Linked DNA regions of Mus musculus: region 2 is linked to region 1. Evidence: chromatin contacts called from public promoter capture Hi-C data. All regions are on one chromosome and are shown on one strand. Each heading gives the region's core, a stretch centred on a gene start, on an enhancer-like site or on the middle of the called end of the contact. The rest is flanking DNA. Distances are from core to core; before and after follow the strand shown. Region 1 holds the start of Ccar1 (cell division cycle and apoptosis regulator 1). Region 2 holds the start of Dna2 (DNA replication helicase/nuclease 2).

Region 1 (2,621 bases), core at 60-2,559:
ATAGTGTGATGACTATATTCTAATAGTTTGAAGGTCAGGACAGAATTAGTAAGGACAAAGGAGTTACATTTTACCCAACTTCTGTAAGTTTTACTTAAGTGGGAGAAAGGACCCTTGTGGTTTGAAAAATATTAAAGAACGTGTACCTATGTGATCCTGTGTTCATAAAATTTAAGGGAAAAAATACAAGGAACCACAGAAAAAGCTATATATTTTATCCTATTGGGTTTGATGAGATAAGGTGTTACACAGTCCAGGCTGGCCTTGAACTCCTGATCCTCCCTTCCCCTCCCTCCCAAGTGTTAGATTACAGGTCACCACCTGATCATGCTTGGCTCAGCTAATCTTATGTGGGATTCCTAGCATAAGCTATTTCATGTTGAGAATTTGACTAGATGTCACCAGCAGGTGTAGGACAAAATTAGAAAATGACTTAATAATAGCTCTGTCTTTCATTTTTTGAGACAGGGTTTATCTGTGTTGCCCTGGCTGTGTCTGCCTCTGCCTCTTGAGCGCTGGGATTAGAGGTGTGCACTTCCCCCATCCCCCAACCTTTCCACTCCCTCTCGCCCCCCAAATCCTCCAGCTGTTTCTTTTCAGTAGGGTCTTCAAATACTAGGGGTGATGATGGCCTGCACTCAGTGTATTAAAATCCACTCAGTTGTTCGCTTTTACACATTCCAGCCTTAATCCCGAGGAGATGGCACTGCGGTTAAAAGCACTAATCTCTGTTCTCAGGACCTGGGATTGATTATCAGCACCCACGGGGTGGTTCACACCGGTCAGGAACTCTAGTTTCGGGGGATCTGTCGTCTTCTCAGCTCCAGGGGCACCAAGCCCACACCTGTGCGCATAAATCATGGAGGCAAAACCCTCTAAAAATGAAAAGAATGTAAACAAAAAAAAATTTTTTTTTTTTGTTCTTCGAGACAGGATATGTCTGTATAACCCTGACTGTTTTGGAACTCACTCTGTAGACCAGGCTGGCCTCGAACTCAGAAATCCGCCTGCCTCTGCCTCTCGAGTGCTGGGATTAAAGGCGTGCGCCACCACTGCCCGCTAACAACGAAGTTCTTACAGGCTTATTCTTCCAAACATGTTCCAAACAAGAATAGAGGGACCACAAGATGGCGGCGGCGACACCGGCCGGACCACGTGACTGCCGCTCGCTCTCCCTCTCTCTCCCAGGGAAGGACAGCGTTGGCCTCAGAGCAGGCGAGCGACAGCCAGCTCATTGTTCAGCGAAGTCAAGGTAACCCGGCTGAGGCTCGCTCTCGCTCCCCAGTGAACGCACTCGCGGGGAGCGCGCACGCCGAACTTTTTTCGCGCACGCGCCCGTTCCTCTCGGAACCGGGAGGCGGTGCGGCGTAGGCAGGGGGGTTGGAGGGGAAAGCAGTCTGCGCATGCGCCTGAGCTTGACGGGTTTGAAATGGCTTCTCGGTTAACCCGGGCCAGACTCAGGTGAAGGTCTGGTCAGTGTTTTGGTGTGGCGCGGTGGGAGGCCGCGGCGGGTTGCTTCCGTTCGTTGGCAGCCGGTCAGCGGAGGGGTAGGGAGCGAGTGATGTGGCGGTGGCGGGTGGGTGTGTGATGGCGGACGCCGCGGGGCCGGCGGGCGAGGGACGCGGTCCCTTTTGTGCGGGTCGGAGTAGGCCCCACGCGCCGCGCCCTGCCCCCAGCGCAGCGGCTCCAGGCCCCTCAGGTGCGGCCTGCGCCCCTTCGACTGGGCCGGGCCAGGCCGGAGGCCGTGCGTCCTCCGGCCCGCGCTGCCCCGCCGCTGAGACCCGGCCCCGGGCGGCGGCGGCGAGCGTTTCCAGCGCTTGGAGGTTCTCTCAGACCGGCCCGGGGACCTCGGGGACTGCGACGACCCGCGGGCCCCAGTGGCCGCGGCCTGGGGCGCTGCCTTCCATCTTTCACGGCCGGCGCGTGGGAGGAAGATGAGTGTCCTCACCCCGGGATGCCAGGCCCATCTTTTCCTTTTCTCTTGGGTTTTTGAGCCGGGGTCTTCGCAGTGGTTCTTTTGGAGCCGCGCGTCCTCCCAACTGCCTCCCCACTCCCGGAGTGGAGACTAGGGTGACAAAGGCCATAGTGACTTCCTAGCCCTTAAAGTAATGTTCGTTATTGAGATGGTATCTGCCAATACCTTTATGGGGGAGGGGGGGTCTCGACGCAGTTTCCGTTATTGATTTAACCCCACTGCAGGACCTCAGACCATCGCCCAAAGAAACACGCAGGCTGTACTTGCTGCGTCTATAAGTTCGTTTGTCCCCAGAGAGAGAGGCTCTGTATCTAGCCCTAGCTGGTTTGTAATGTCATATAAATCATGCTGGCCTGGAGTTTATAGAGATCCGCCTGACTCTGCCTCTGGAGGGATGGGTTGGGAGGGGATTAAAGGCTTTGCCACTAAGCTCGGGCAGACCTTTTTAGGAAATGACCTTGTAGTTACTGAAGGAAGTTCCTTTAAGTCAGCCCCAAGGATATCTTTTAAATAGAGTATGCACAAGTGATCTGTTGATAGGCTGGTTGTGCGTTTTATTTCAAATGTTCTGTTGCACACTTCGGTTGGTTCTTGTTTGGAACGTGTCTTTAATATATCAATGATTTCTCTAAACTAGCCTTTTCCT
Region 2 (2,621 bases), core at 73-2,572, 150 kb before region 1:
ACACAAGGTTAGCCTGGTCTACAAAATGAGACCCTGTATAAAACAACAGCAACAAAACAAACACTTGGGAAGTGGAAAAAAAGAGGATCAGAGATCAGAAGGTCAAAGCCGTCCTGGGCTGGCTACACATCTCAGCTCGAGGCTAGCCTGGGCTACCTCAAAAACTGGAAAATACCAAAAAGGGCTTCTACCACAGTCGAAAGCAATTAGGAAGTACAACTAAAGAGAGCTAGTCCTGTCCATTTTCCAGATAACTGATATACTGGGCATGCCAAAGTTCAGTGGCATAGCACCTGCTGTGCTGGGCATGACAATGTTCAGTGGCACAGCACCTGCTTGCTGTACCTGGTCCGCCCAACTACTGCTTGAAGGAAAAAAGAGGGACGCGGGAAGCAGCATGAAAGGTTCACTGCAATTGCTGCCAGGAGCTGCCAATCATACTAATCTTTATGGCATTAGAGGGCTTGGACCTACTGTATACCGGGTGTAACACCTCCAGGAGCTCTTAAAAGATATATTGAAGGGATGGCACGAGCGCCAGGAGATGCCTCTAAACTCAGGCACTTGCATATGTACACTTAAGTAAATTTAAAAATAAATAAAAGCCGGGCGTGGTGGCGCACGCCTTTGATCCCAGCACTCCGGAGGCAGAGGCCGGCGGATTTCTGAGTTCGAGGCCAGCCTGGTCTACAAAGTGAGTTCAAGGACAGCCAGGGCTACACAGAGAAACCCTGTCTCAAAAAACCAAAAAAGAGAAAGAAAGAGAGAGAGAGAGAGAGAGAGAGAGAGAGAGAGAGAGAGAGAGAGAGAGAAAGAAAGAAAGAAAGAAAGAAAGAAAGAAAGAAAGAAAGAAAGAAAGAACGAACGAACACTGGGTCGTCTGACTAAAGGCGATTCCTGGCAAGCCTTCAGCCCGGAGTTTGACCCCGACGTCCCACGTGAAAGAAAATAACTAGCACGGGTGCTCCTCCGACCGCCACAAGCGGGTCTTCCGCACATGCAAATAAGACAAAATCAAATCCAAAGTATCAATGACAGGGGTGGGCTGACGTGTGAAAAAGCAGCGGGCTACACCAGCAAGCTCAGGTCCCAATTAAGACTGGCCGACGATCACCCTCCAGCTAACACCCGGGAAAACCGCGCAGGTCCCGCTCGCGCCCGCCGCCCTCCCGCAGGCTCACAGCTCCACCCGCGGCACGGCCTCCGCTCCGCCGTCCTCTTCCAGCAGCAGCAGGTCCAGCTCGTCCAGCGGCTCCATTCCTGCCGAAGCCCGCCGGGAGAGCGGGCAGCCGTAACTCGCGGCGCTAGAGAAGCGCCAGCTCGCTGCGCATGCGCAGCAGGCGCCCCGCGCGCCAGCGGCTCCCGCGCTCTCCGCGCCGGGAAGCACAGCGCCGGACCGGAGGCGCTTTTCCGCCGTCTCCACTCCAGGACCGGATGCCTGCATGAACCTGCTGGGCTGCCGCGCAACTGCACGCGTCTCATAGCAATCCCCCGTCTCGGGCTTTTCAGAGCAGGAGAGCGGGAGATGCAGCTGAATTTCCACTACGAACCTGTCTTGTTGCAGGGATCTGATGCCTCCCACCCTCTGGCCTGGAAAGGCATCCTCATGCACATAGTGCATAGTACTCACAAACACACACACAAACAAAATAAATTTTTTAAAAAGTAAATCTAAGCCGGGCGTGGTGGCGCGCGCCTTTAATCCAAACACTTCAGAGGCAGAGGCAGGCGGATTTCTGAGTTCGAGGCCAGCCTTGGTCTACAGAGTGAGTTCCAGGACAGCCAGGGCTACACAGAGAAACCCTGTCTCAAAAAAACAAACAAACAAACAAAAAAAACCAAGCCATCAAAACAAGGATAAAAAATTACTTTTAATATCATATGGATTCTATAACAGACATAGAAGGCAATTTCTTATTTTAGAAAATATCTTCAGTTCTCTTTATTGATAATATAATTGCGATATTTATTTTATAGATTTAAATTACCTTAAGATTGAATGGAATAATTAGCTACAATGTAGTCCAGAAATTAAAATATACAAAAGAGTTTTATAAACAGACTTATCCCCACTCCTGGTACATTTACAAATCACATGATACATTTTTATTTTTAAAGTAAAGATTATAAAAATGAAACTAATTCATCCAATTTTTTCCAAGATGTGACAAGAAATATTTATATACATGAAAAAATGCAGAAATAACATTTGCAGCTTAATTTTAATGTTTTAAAAATCACATCAGTTCTACAAATAACTACCTCTAGAGAAGGCTTGATGCTTCTACTCCATGGGTCATGCTTACAACAAAAAGTGTTCTAAACACAATGATCAGAATTCTTATATTCTAAACAACCTTTTTAAAATGTAACAATCAAAATGTGGTTTATATTTACGCTTCGGACTATGACACACTAAAATTACATTACATGGAAGAACTTATATCTTGACATAATACCTCAGAAACATTGCTTCATCTAAATTGATGGTCCATTTACATTTCCTAGTACATACCAAGTTATTTTAGACAAGCATCTACAATGCTACTCTCCTTTTAAGGGCAAAGATATTTAATCTTTATCATAACTGCCTCTGGGAAACGCAGTGGCATGATAATCAA

The links. Promoter capture Hi-C pulls out the DNA fragments that hold promoters and counts their contacts.
Region 2: a promoter capture Hi-C map of neural stem cells shows a contact between it and region 1. The contact joins the promoter of Dna2 here to the promoter of Ccar1 in region 1. A contact is called at or near these places in 12 of 39 promoter capture datasets (3T3-L1-derived adipocytes, the C10 cell line, the HPC-7 cell line and 8 more), 9 of 484 Hi-C or Micro-C datasets (cranial neural crest, embryonic stem cells, erythroblasts and 3 more), 12 of 115 datasets of contacts at active chromatin or transcription factors (the 230-238 cell line, the HPC-7 cell line, the SCID.adh cell line and 8 more) and 5 of 9 other capture datasets (adipose tissue, embryonic stem cells, liver and 2 more).

What each region holds. Positions count from the first base shown.
Region 1 is chr10:62,791,056-62,793,676 of GRCm38.p6, reverse strand. It overlaps Ccar1 (cell division cycle and apoptosis regulator 1), which reads left to right and starts at 1,309. Exons shown (of 25, transcript NM_026201.3): 1 at 1,309-1,461.
Region 2 is chr10:62,945,730-62,948,350 of GRCm38.p6, reverse strand. It overlaps Dna2 (DNA replication helicase/nuclease 2), which reads right to left and starts at 1,322. Exons shown (of 21, transcript NM_177372.3): 1 at 1,182-1,322. The coding sequence starts at 1,258. Slc25a16 (solute carrier family 25 (mitochondrial carrier, Graves disease autoantigen), member 16) reads right to left here. Exons shown (of 9, transcript NM_175194.2): 9 at 1,857-2,621.